Regions from separate parts of the Mus musculus genome. Here regions 1 and 2 are each linked to region 3. The links are chromatin contacts, called in public Hi-C and HiChIP or PLAC-seq maps. All regions are on one chromosome and are shown on one strand. The core of a region is the stretch at or near the end of the contact, and the rest is flanking DNA. Distances in the headings are between cores, read along the strand shown.

What was found. Hi-C and Micro-C count contacts between places; a contact is called where the count stands out from the background. HiChIP or PLAC-seq counts read pairs in DNA pulled down with a chosen protein or histone mark.
Region 1: a contact with region 3 is called in an H3K27ac HiChIP or PLAC-seq map of embryonic stem cells, with 6 read pairs. The contact joins two enhancer-like sites. A contact is called at or near these places in 1 of 484 Hi-C or Micro-C datasets (bone marrow-derived macrophages), 2 of 115 datasets of contacts at active chromatin or transcription factors (both in embryonic stem cells) and 3 of 9 other capture datasets (adipose tissue, embryonic stem cells and liver).
Region 2: a Hi-C map of muscle stem cells shows a contact between it and region 3, with 1.6 times the contacts expected there. The contact joins two enhancer-like sites. A contact is called at or near these places in 1 of 484 Hi-C or Micro-C datasets (muscle stem cells) and 2 of 9 other capture datasets (embryonic stem cells and pancreatic islet).

Annotation. Positions count from the first base shown.
Region 1 is chr1:153,375,400-153,379,396 of GRCm38.p6, forward strand. Gm46246 (a long non-coding RNA gene) reads right to left here. Exons shown (of 2, transcript XR_001779877.1): 2 at 2,458-3,000. Among named protein-coding and RNA genes, the nearest start is that of Gm46246, 20 kb to the right of the region's middle. Within about 2 kb of position 1,307, at least 26 of the 459 cell types and tissues checked have an H3K27ac peak or open chromatin away from gene starts, as enhancers often do. A contact at or near this core is called in embryonic stem cells, where this site is marked.
Region 2 is chr1:153,290,802-153,294,840 of GRCm38.p6, forward strand. All of the region lies in intron 1 of Lamc1 (laminin, gamma 1), which reads right to left. Among named protein-coding and RNA genes, the nearest start is that of Lamc1, 40 kb to the right of the region's middle. Within about 2 kb of position 1,645, at least 86 of the 459 cell types and tissues checked have an H3K27ac peak or open chromatin away from gene starts, as enhancers often do. A contact at or near this core is called in muscle stem cells, where this site is marked.
Region 3 is chr1:153,151,755-153,155,664 of GRCm38.p6, forward strand. Lamc2 (laminin, gamma 2) reads right to left here. Exons shown (of 24, transcript NM_008485.3): 5 at 2,638-2,736; 6 at 283-419. Among named protein-coding and RNA genes, the nearest start is that of Lamc2, 33 kb to the right of the region's middle. Within about 2 kb of position 2,152, at least 26 of the 459 cell types and tissues checked have an H3K27ac peak or open chromatin away from gene starts, as enhancers often do. A contact at or near this core is called in embryonic stem cells and muscle stem cells, where this site is marked.

The DNA of each region.
Region 1 (3,997 bases), core at 57-2,556, 220 kb after region 3:
GTTCAGTGAGGAAAAGAGGCAACTATTTTTCTTGGTTTAGAATCTAACTGAACTTCCACCAAGGGTCTCTGGTTGGGTGGGTCCAGTTTTGTGAATGAATGATTCCTTTGCCAGCAAACGATATTGCTGAACCCGGCCATTAAGAAGCCAGGAGGCATGACCTTGGGGTAGTTATCATCAGTAATCTACAGCAACTGTTAGAAGGTTTCAGTTCCTACTGTTGGGCAAAATTTTAACAAACAGACTTAAGTAAAATATTTCTGAAGTTAAAAACAAAACAAAACAAAACAACAACAGCAACCAACCAACCAAAACCCCACAGTTTTCCTTGGGAATGTTTTTAATATGTGTATACGCACACACACACACACATATATATACACACACACATACATACATATATACATATACATATATATGTATGTGTGTATGTATATATGTATGTATATGGTTGTATATTGAAAAATGTAAGCAATTCTCATGAAATTATTATGAATTCACAATTTAAAAACCAAGAACATTCATAAGTTGATATCACTTTAAGCTTTTGAAAAATGAAGAACTGAAATAATTTGTAAAACCTAAAGGGAGGCCTCCTGTGGTCTGTAAATGCTGACTTCCAGAAGTTAAACAAGTTAGAGGCCAACCTGACCTACTTGTGAAAGAGAGAGAAAGAAAGAAAGAAAGAAAGAAAGAAAGAAAGAAAGGAAGGAAGGAAGGAAGGAAGGAAGGAAGGAAGGAAGGAAGGAAGAAAGAAAGAAAGAAAGAAAGAAAGAAAGAAAGAAAGAAAGAAAGAAAGAAAGAAAGAAAGAAAGAAAGAAAGAAAGAAAGAAAGAAGAGGGGAGGGGAGGGGAGGGGAGGGGAGGGGAGGGGAGGGGAGGGGAGGGGAGGGGAGGGGAGGGGAGGGGAGGGGAGGGGAGGGGAGGAAGCAAGCAACTCAATCACAGCTGTTGGAGCAGGATTTAACTGATCTTGTATTTTCACAGCTGGACGGCTGTGATTCTATTCTTTCTTTCAAACACCCCACCCCATTAGTTACTGTAACTGCAGTGAAGGCAGAACAAGTTTGTCTGACCTCAGTGTGCTCCGAAGCCAGGGAGCCCTTAAAATCCAAAAGACACTCTAAAATGAGAGAAGTAATATTTGTTTCTTCCTCCAAACGGAGACCCCACCCCTCTCCACCCCCAGCTTTAAATTCAAAGGGTTGATGGTAAGTCAGCTGAGGGAGACTCTAGCCCACACCTGTGAACACCACTGCTCCCCTCACTGTCCCATTGTGTTTACTTGTGAGAAGGAATCTCCCAAAAGCAAAAAGCGAAAAGCGTTCACTCCACTTCGAGCTTTTGTTCACAGAGGTATCACACTGAGCGGGAATGTGGGTGGGGTTTGAATTTGTAAAAAGCCTGATTAAATTTATCTAAAATAATCCTATCCTATCTTATTGGGTCCTGAATTCAACCCAGTCCATTCGTAAGCAAGATTCTTAGACAAACCCACTCACTGTTTAAAATCCCTTGTGTTGCAAATTAAACAGAGACCATAAACCAGCCCAGTCCTGGCTTGTGTCATCTCTGATTCAATCTGCTATCAGTTAGATATTGGAGGAGGATTCCTGCTGCTTTGCTGGGTCTGTCAATTTTTAATAAAAGGCCTGAATTGCTCTGAGTGTCTCGGAATCTTCTGTTTCTCTTTTAGTGATAAGCAAAACACGTCTGTTGAATGCCTAGGATTCTAACACTGATAGAGAGACAGCCTTTACCCCAATACTCTTCTGAGATTACGTCATAGTGACAAGGGCCCGAATAGTCTCCAAGGACTGAGGTATGGGTGGGGAGCCCTTAAAAGCAAATTCACTTCAATGTTGAGTTTAACCATTTTTATGATATATTTTTTTTGAGACAGTGTCTACTCTCTAGAGTAGACCAGGCTAGCCTTGAAACTGCAGTGATCCCCCTGCCTCAACCTAAGTTTTGAGATTACAAGTATGTGCCCCTAATATCCAGTATGATAACATACATACATACATACATTTATTTATTTATTTATTTATCTATTTATCTATCTATCTATCTATTTATTTATTTATTTATTTATTTATTTATTTATTTATAATGGGCTGGGGATTTACCTTAGTTGGTAGGACACTTTACAGGCACATGCAAAGCTCTAGGCTTGACCCCCCCCCCCATTACTGAATTTTTAAAAAACTAGCAGTGGTGACACATGCCTGCAGCCTCAGAACTCAGGAGGCAGGGACAGGGGCTCAAGATCACCTTCAACTATATAGAAAATTCAAGACCAGCCTGGGCTACCTCACCTATATTGACCACCCTCATTCCATCCTCTAAAAAATAAAAATAAAAAAAAATAATATAGCGTACCCAAGAAATACAAACGAAGTAAGAGAAGCTGGCAAATGTCTCCCAATGACAATAATAAAAGATGCAATGAAACATCTCAAAGAAAAATGCCATTTTACTCTGTGGCTGTAATTCTCTCCATAGAACTGACCCTCATTTAAGCAGTTTATTCAAATTGTTAGACGGATACTCATAGCTGGCAATCATGGCTCAATAAACCATAAGAGACCAAGCAGAATGCAGGAAGTCTCACACAGTTACTGTAAGGACTGACTTCAGGTCACACTGGACAACACTGAAAACCATAATGCTGGCCTGAGGAGGAACCTCTGCTCTGTTGCCTAGCAGCTAGGTGACTTAGCCGCATCCTTGCTGCCTGCTAGCCTCAGAGCTGATTCCCAGATAAGGACTCAGTCTGAGGATTCCATCTTGTCTTCTCTGTTTCTTCCATGTTTGCAGCACAGATGTCTTCAACAGAGAGGACTTCCTTCCGAAGGTGCCTCCTGAAACAAGGCCTCACATGTCTGCGTCTTTGGCTGCCAAGGACCTCAGGGAACTGTGGCTTTTTATGTTGGAGACGTTTATGTCGAAGAAGCAGACCTCGTAAGACCAGAGATTTCCCAGAAATAGCATAGATGTCCTGTGGTATATACAACATGCAGACCGATTACTTACAAGTAGCTAAAATAAACCTATCTTTGTAGACTAGTGATCTCACGTATTTGTTACAAGGACAACTGACTAACATAGTAACCGTCTCACACCTGTAACATTCTGGCTTTTTGGTCTCATGTAGCTGAGACTGGCCTCAAATTCCTAATCCTCCTGCCTCCACCTCCTGGGTGCTGGAATTACCACCATACCTTGCTTACATCTCTTTAAATAATCTACCAACTTCTGAAGGAAATTTGCTGTGTAGCAAACTGGGAAGATTGCCCTGATGCTTGAGCTCAAGAACCAGCGGGGCACAAATGCTAGTGAGCTCCCCTGTCATGTGACCAGCAGGGCTATTCAAGTCACACAGACCGGGTTGCTGAGTATGTCCACAACGGCCACGATGATGTAATACCTCTCTCGTCACACAGTACCAGCATTCTTGAGCTTTGAAGTACCATTTGCCAAATACACAACCTGTATAGAATGGAGCCACGACAGGAATCTGAGAGGAAGTGAAACCATCCATTAAATCTACAATGGGATCAGCAAACCAATTTTTCAATAAGAGCTCTACTGCTGAACATTGTCTGATAATCCTAGGCAAACCCACCATGACTAACGGTACAGAGACAAGAAGCCAGAACCTAGATCCAGATGTGCCTTAAGCACCACAGCTCCCAGAGACTCGTAGGCTGGTAAGTTTCTATACTTAAAAAATGTGGGATGCGGGCTGGAGAGATGGCTCAGCAGTTAAGGGCACTGACTGTTCTTCCAGAGGTCCTGAGTTTAATTCCCAGCAGCCACATGGTGGCTCACAACCATCTGTAATAGAATCTGATGTTCTCTTCTGGTGTGTCTGAAGACAGCAACAGTGTACTCACATACATAATACATTTTTTTAAAAAAGTGAAATAGAGAGGGAGTTCGTAGAAAAAAAAGCATCACTCCACAAAGGTGAGCGGCAGTCTTGGGGTCCCCGG
Region 2 (4,039 bases), core at 395-2,894, 140 kb after region 3:
ACCAGCTGAATTTTGGGTTGATTTGGTTTTGTTTTTGTTTTTTGGGGGCAGAGTTTCTCTTGGCTATCTTGGAACTTGCTCTGTAGACCAGGCTCTTCACAGAGCTCTGAGTACTGGGATTAAAGGTAGGCTTGCACCACCTGCTTAAACCTATACTCTCCCCTATACTCAGTCTTTCAAAAGTGGGCTTACAATGATCATTTACATGTTCAAAGTTAAACTGCCAATTGGTGAGGGATGTCGACATTTGTAAGCACAGTGCATCACCCTCCGGTACATAGAGAACAGAGAAATGTGACTTGAACCCAGGCAGCTGGGCTGTAAGACTCTCAGCATCTCTAGCCAGGCACCATGAGCCTTTCCTGCGTTTTCTCAATCCGCTTCCTCAAACAAACTGTAGTCATAGTTAAATATATTCCAGTTAATGCCCAAGGAAAACGGTAACGGCTATGCTCGGAACCCTGAAGAACAGGGATAAAATGTACAGTGTTGTTTATTTATTATAAACCAGTAAATCTGGTTCTGGCTTGATCTCAAACTACTTTTGCTTTTTGTAACAAAGACAAAATTAAGAAATCACTAGCAGGGGAAAAATAACACTAATATTTATAATTAGTACTAATTAGACTAATTAGTATTAAAAGCACTAAAAGTATAAATTAGTATATTAGTATTAAAAATAATACTAATAAAATGCTCTTGTGGGCTGAAACTGTATGTAAGTGTCAGAGAACATTTGGAAGTGTGTGGTATCGCGATAATAACAGGAAGTGTTGTAAAAACAGTAAGCACAGATCGGATTTCGTTCATACTGCTGACAGTTCACACTACACTAATAATGAATGGGTTTAGGTGGGAAACTGGAAGGTGAAAGCTGGGGATACACAAGGTCATACATTTAATTCAAAGCACCTGGGGGGGGGGAGGGGTTAATAAATCAGACCTTGAGCTAACCACAGAAGGTAAGGGAAATTTCTATTGCCATTTGTAGGTATCCCTTCTTATTCTAGAAACGCCAGATCCCACCTCACAGAAGAGCAAGAGGTGACACACAGTTTACTTCTACAGGCTCAAGTAAAACTGGGGAAGCGAAGGACTGAGGACTAGCTTAGTGGTTAAGAGCACATCCTGCCATTGCCTAGGAGCTGAGTTTCCACAACCAAGGTTAGGGGACTCACGGCTGCCTGTACTTCCAGGTCCACAGTGACACCAGTGGACCCCAGGCACCAGCATTCCAGGGCTTAGACCTATCACAAGCGCATCAGTAAAAACAAAACTAAAAAGAGTTTTTAAGACTCAGAAAACTGGAGAAATTACCATTCTATGCATCTACCTTAACTGTAAAAATAGAAATGCTAGTCTGTAACCCTTATCCCCAAGTCTGAAATTAAAAGCCCTGTATGTCAGGTAAGTTTGTTTTTGTTTTTTTTTGTTTTTTTTTTTGTCTAATGGTTTTAAGTTAGCAGCGAAGGCCTTGGGCAGGAGAGAACTCATCTGCAGCAAACCCTGACCTGAGTTGACACGAGGCTATTTATAGTCATCCCACAAAAGTATGGGATTTTCTGCACCTCACGGCAGAATTAGTCATGCGCTCGATTATGGTGCGCCTTGTCCCAGCACTGTGCAGGAGGAGGGAGGAGAAAACTCTGAAATCATGACTCTGAAACACATTCACTGTCAAGAATGTGGGCTGCTGACCTGTAGACATGCCTAACTTAATAGTTTCTACTTCAGAGTGGCTGTGAGGACAAGGGACAGTTAGATCTTCTTAGGAGTGAGTATCTTAAGCCATCAACCCTCGCAAACAAGCTGCTGAGTTCTGCCTTCTCCACCTTTCTGGTCCATTTTCTCCATGTCCACCTCAATGTATGTATCTACTTTACTTTGCCTGTACATCATATATGAGCACCGTTCCCCTCTGACTGTAATATCCCAGGCACTGCTTCCACTGACCTGAAAATAATTAGCTTGCTCTTAAAAAGCTGAGACTGGGACAATGATATTAAGAGTCACTTTTGTCCTTACAGAAAACACACACACACACACACACACACACACACACACACACACACACACACGTCAATGTAGCATCACCTTGGGCAAAGCTCTTTCTAAAAGGAGATTCCATTTTCCACGTGGTACTTATTATCAAGTATTCTGTATCAGCAAGTTCCTAAATAAACTCTCATCCCATCTCCCGCCATGTAGGGAAGACAGAGATGCAATGACCCCACTTGCAGGGACTTTTATCTCTCACTATGGCAACAGCCATAAAGCAGTCAATCACAGCAATGCCCATGTGACTTTCCAAGGCCCTCCTTATAATGATGCACCGAGACTTAAGCCTGATACTAACATGCAAGCAGCAGCTTCTCAGAAAACCACAGCAGCGAGTGCATGGCATGCTTCCTACAGCAGTGGGGCCAACTTCAGGAGGCAAATTCTTCATTACAATCAATGCTTCAATGTGTTCCAGTAACCAGACACGGTGGCACAAGCCTATGGTCTACCTAGAAGATGGAGGCCAGAGGATCAGCATTCGAAACCAGCCGCAGCTACAGGCAATCTGAGGAGACCCTATCTCAAAAGACAATTGTTTTTTGGAGTGTATGAGTGTTTTGCCTGCGTGTGCCTCCTGTCTGCAGTGTCTGTCAAGGACAAAGAGAGGGCCGTGGGTCCCAGGAATGGAACCAGGTTCCTCTGGAGGAAATACCAGTGCTCTTAACTGCTGGCACAGCTCTCCACCAACACCTCCGCCAAGATGATATATTTCATCAAAAATCAGAAATAAAATACACCATCCATATAAAAAATAAACCCAACAGAATTTTAAAATCTTTCAAATCAAAGATTTTTTTTTTCGATTTCTAGGCAAAATATCAGAGCCAGTCACCACTAAACATTCAAAATGCAAACACAAACATCAAAACAAGAAACAAAGCGTACGCTCTTAAATGTATGTAAGCATGACCCCTGACTTCAGAGACGCACACATCAATGACTAAAGCACAGTAATCCAGCCTTTCTGTCCTAAGCTGTGTGGCTGACAGTCTACACCACCCTTCATGTCCTAAGCTGTGTGGCTGACAGTCTACACCACCCTTCATGGGCCCTCCAGGTGATAATGTTCTATAGAACATATAAAGTCACATATGACATGCATTCTTTAATTTTCCAAGTATTCTCTAAACAAAATGTTAAATTAAATACTAGGTTTTTATTCCATTTCCCCCATAAACAATACCAAGAGTCTTCAATAGCTCTCACAACATAAAGGACAGAAAGGAAGTTAAAAACTGAAACATGATATAAAAATGAGATTACAATCACTATGGTGACTGCCACTGTATTCCAGAGTTGTAAAAACATTCTCTCATTTAATTACCAGAGTAGCCTGATAACAGCTCATGAATGTGGAAACAAAGACTCAAAACCTGATGCCGCCAAGCTGCAGAGATGACATTTGAAGGCGAATCGCCCAGCTCCAAATCCTCAGCCTTTCAAGACCATCCTTGGAGCGCTGGGCTCCCACAGACATTGAACCAAAGTTAATTTTAGGATATTTCAAAGCCTCAAACCTGTGACTGAAACCTATCAATATCTGTGGGATGAGTGGCTTTCCCACAACATCCTGGCTGGGTTAGGATGTCCAACGCTTTAGAAGAGTCCAGTCTCCATGACAATGTGATGTATTTTCTGATACAGTTACTGACATCCGTGGACTGAATAAGGCAGATCCACCTCCGTAACAGGTACAGGTGGGTCTCGCATAATCAGGCAAGGTCTTGGAACTCAGACCAAGCAAAGCTCCAGAAGGCATTTTACCTTCTGGTAATTCTGGCTACCTGATGCAGCCTGGACTTTGAATATTCCTTGAGGCACCTGTGTGGAATGTTTAGCCGCCCCCTCCCCCCCGCCCCCAGCTTTGTGCTATAGAAAGTTGATGGGTATTTCTGTAGAGGCCATCCTGGTGTCACGAGGGAAGAGGCCATGGTTGAAGGAGACTGTGGGATCCTGGTCTTTTCCTTTCTTTTACTTC
Region 3 (3,910 bases), core at 902-3,401:
TACAAGAGGGCTAGAGATGTAGCTCAGTTAGGAAGGTGTCTGCCTAGCATACCCAGGGTCCTGGGTTCGATCCCTGGCACAGAATTGAACTGCATGTGATGGGACAGCTTTGTAATCCCAGGACCTGGGAAGTGGAGAACCATGACTTGAGAAGCCATCCTATGACTAGGGAAGCCACTGTCCTAGACACAAGTCACAGATCTTTGTACAATGCTAAATTAAAAAAAAAAAAGAAGACAAAACAAAAAAACCCCAGCAAAACCCTTTGTAGAGATACTTTACCCTGACTGAAAGTTGAAGTGATTTTGTGGACACTGAAGTCGGCAGAGGCGTGGCAGCTGGCTGAATGCCCATAGCAGAAACACTGGGTACAGCCCTCAGGGTTTGCCCGGTCCAGATGATAGTAGCCTGGTCGGCACCTGCAGCAGAATCATAGAAGTCAGGGCAACACTGTTATTTCTTATTTCACAGGGAATGCCATGGCTGACCCAGCCTCTTCTACTCTCTCTCTCACTCGGCACCATTAATTTCTAGAAAGAAGAAAACGGCAAGGTTTACATACAACCTCTGACCTCCACTCCAGACCACCAGAGGGGCAATCCCAGCCCCCACCCTCACCCAAACATATACACAACAAATGAGCGTGTCCACTGTCTGTGCCTTCACTAGAACCTTGGTAGTCTGGAAACTTGACTACTGACCCATCTTTGACGACTGGATGGAGGGGGAGGTAGGGTAGGGAGGAATGCGACAGGATTATGCAGAGCTGACCTGCCTTGGAGCGAGTGTTTAATGGAGGGGAAGTGGGAACCAGAAAGAGAAGGCGCTTACCTCAGTACCTATTCAACTGTCCCAATCCCCAAGAGCTTGGGGTACTTACCAGCACCATGTTCGTCATACCTAGACATGGCCCACAGAGGAAAGACCCAGTAACAAAGATAAAAGAAACCTAGAGACTCCCCAGAGCAGCCAACTGCAGGCTGGCATTCCACTCCTGCTCCCAGACCAAGCCCTCGGGCAGCTTCTCTTTGGACAACTGCCAAGCAAGGCTGAGCTCTGAGGCTTCAGGAAAGAAGGCTCCGGTTTTCTCCACACAAGACAGGAACAGCCCCATAGGCACCTTATGTCTACACCTTCATTCAATTCCCCCCTGAAGATAGAGAGTTGCTGAGACTGGAATTATTTCTGACGTTCTTGGTGGAGGAGGATAAAAGGGCCGAGGCGGGATTCAAACCCACGGAGAGGGAAGGATGAAGGAGGGAACAGAGCCATGGGATGACCAATGATGAAGAAAACCAAGGATGATTGGCATGCCACCCAGCGATGGTCACTCCCACTGACCACTGATGTCACTGGGATAGAATATTGTTAGCAGAGGCCCACTAATTGTGGCGATGGCAACTGTTACTTTATGTAGCTGCCTACTTTGTTGCATATTCTAGAATTTAAAAGGCTTCCAAAGACAGGTTTAGTGGCCCATGTCTGTAATCCCAGTACTTGGGAAATAGAGGCAGGAGGATCAGATGTTCAAGGTCAGCCTCTGCTATTGTAGCAAGTTCTAAACCCTGTCTTAAAACAGTAATAAATAAATAAGGCTTTCCAGTAGGAAGTAGTATAATCCTAGCATTTGGGAGGATGAGGCAGGAGGATTGCTATGACTTCAAGGCTAGCCTGGCTACATAATGAGTTCCAGGCCCAGCCTCTGTTACAGAGTAAAACTCTGTCTCAACATGCATACCGTGTGTGTGTGTGTGTGTGTGTGTGTGTGTGTGTGTGTGTGTCTGAGTTTCAGGCAGTTGTGGGCCACTGGACACGGATGCAGGGATCCCAGATAGGATCCTTTGAAAGAGCAGCAAGTACTCTCAACAACACCCTGAGACCACAGGCTCGGAATGCACGGGCAGCGCCTTCACCCAGGCAGATGTGTTTGGCAGGGTGCCAGGAAAATGCTTGCTTTCTTTGAGCTCTGAGGTCACCCTCATGATGGCTCCTCCACTCACAGCCATCTTGGGGGAGAGGAAAGTTTAGTCAGAACACAGATTGGACTCAAGGGATGTCCTGAGGCAGCAACTAAGGGCCAATGGCTCCTCACTGCTCCACCTGCCCCAACATGGCTCAGGCCCAAAGGGCTCTGACGTGCTGCCCCAGTTCATGTGTGTACGTGTAAGTACCATCCCCTTCCTGGGGCGGTTCCTTTTCGGTACACAATGGTTATGTATGGCCATAGACTGCCATGGTCGCTGTAGGGAGGATTTTCCTCAACGTGTTTAATTAGGCCAGGCGTCTCCCAAGACCCACTTTAGTCATGTGGTCTCATTATTGCACACAGCCTTGCATCTAAGCACCTGGGAGTCCCAGGCAGCTGCCAAGGGGACTCTCTGGGGCCCTCTGTCTCTGTCACAGGAAAAACAAACAGAGGGGACCCAAGGCAGAGGATGGACCGCAATGAATGTTTTTTTTGTTGTTTGTTTGTTTGTTTGTTTGTTTTTTAAGCTCAGCCTTTGAGGACAGGGAGAAAGAAGCTCTCAACATTTGTTCAGAGCCCACTTTCCATAATTGTTCTCTGTGGATTGATTCTTAAACACCAAGTGCCAGAGCACTGTCCCTCAAGTCCTCAGGGGCACGGTTCGCACAGACCTATCACAGCGCTCTCCAGTGACGGCTGGTTTGCAGACACATCGGCCAGAATCACAGGGTCCAGAGATGCCAGCTGGGTCACAGTCACACTTGGAATCTCTGAGTGAACAAAAAGAGGAAGAAAGTTAGGAGCCGGTTTCCAGCACTTCACAGTCAGACACGCAAAAGTCAGCTGCCCGAGCGAGCGACATCCCACGGCCTCTGCTTTCTTCTGGGGACTTCTCTCAGCAATCACATCCACGCTGAACTCTTCTCGCCTTTAACGACACGTTTATTTAAGCCAGTGGGGCAGTGGCCAGTGAACCCTGGGCTACCTACCCGAAAAGAGCAGAGTGTGCCAAGTGCAGGCCAAGGCCATTACTAAACGATTTAGTCTGGTCAACTAAGCACGTTAGTCTTTTTTTAAAAATAAATACATAATTTATTTCTAAATAGTCTAACTCAATCACGTCTTTTAGGATGGCGGAATCCCCTGTGTACCTGATATTGCAGTATGTTCAGGCTCTACCATTTGGTAAGGCTCTACTGAGATATAATTCATATGTCATAGAATTCACCTGTGTATGGTGAACCGTTCACTGGTTTGTAATCAGTTCTTGGAAATCATATGACCATTATCACAAAGAACAGATCTTAGCCATTTTCAATGCTCCTAAAAGAGCCAAGCCACAACCTCTCTCAGCTCCCACCCCCAGCCAGATGTGGACATTGATGTACTTTCTGTCTCATTAGATTTGACTACTCTGGATATTTCTTATCATTGAAATCATATCACATGAGGCCATTTGTGACTGACTTATTTCACATACCATAAGTTTTCAAGGTCTGCCCATGTCATATCACGGAGTATATATCATCCTGATGGCTGAATATAATCCCACCATATGGATTTACCATAATTTGCTTATCTATTCATTAGCTGGTAGACATTTGGTGTGTTCCCAGTTCTTAGCAATGATGGGTAATGTTTGCATGAACTTCAGCACACTAGGTTTTGTGCATTTTATCCATTTTTATCTATCGTACATGTATGTCTAGGAGTGGAATTTCTGATTTTGCTGTCTTTTGTTTGCCTTGGTGGTGAGACTCTTCCTGGAGGCACCGGAGCAGTCATCTGATCCCGACACCGCCTCCCTGTCTCAGGGCTCCCTCTGGTTTCCATCACTCTTTTTGGCACACACTCACGTATCTACCTCATCAGTCTAAAACGGAAGCTGCTAGCTCTCCCCTGGTAATGAAACTCTGCTCAAAGACCTTATAGTGGAGAAAGAGT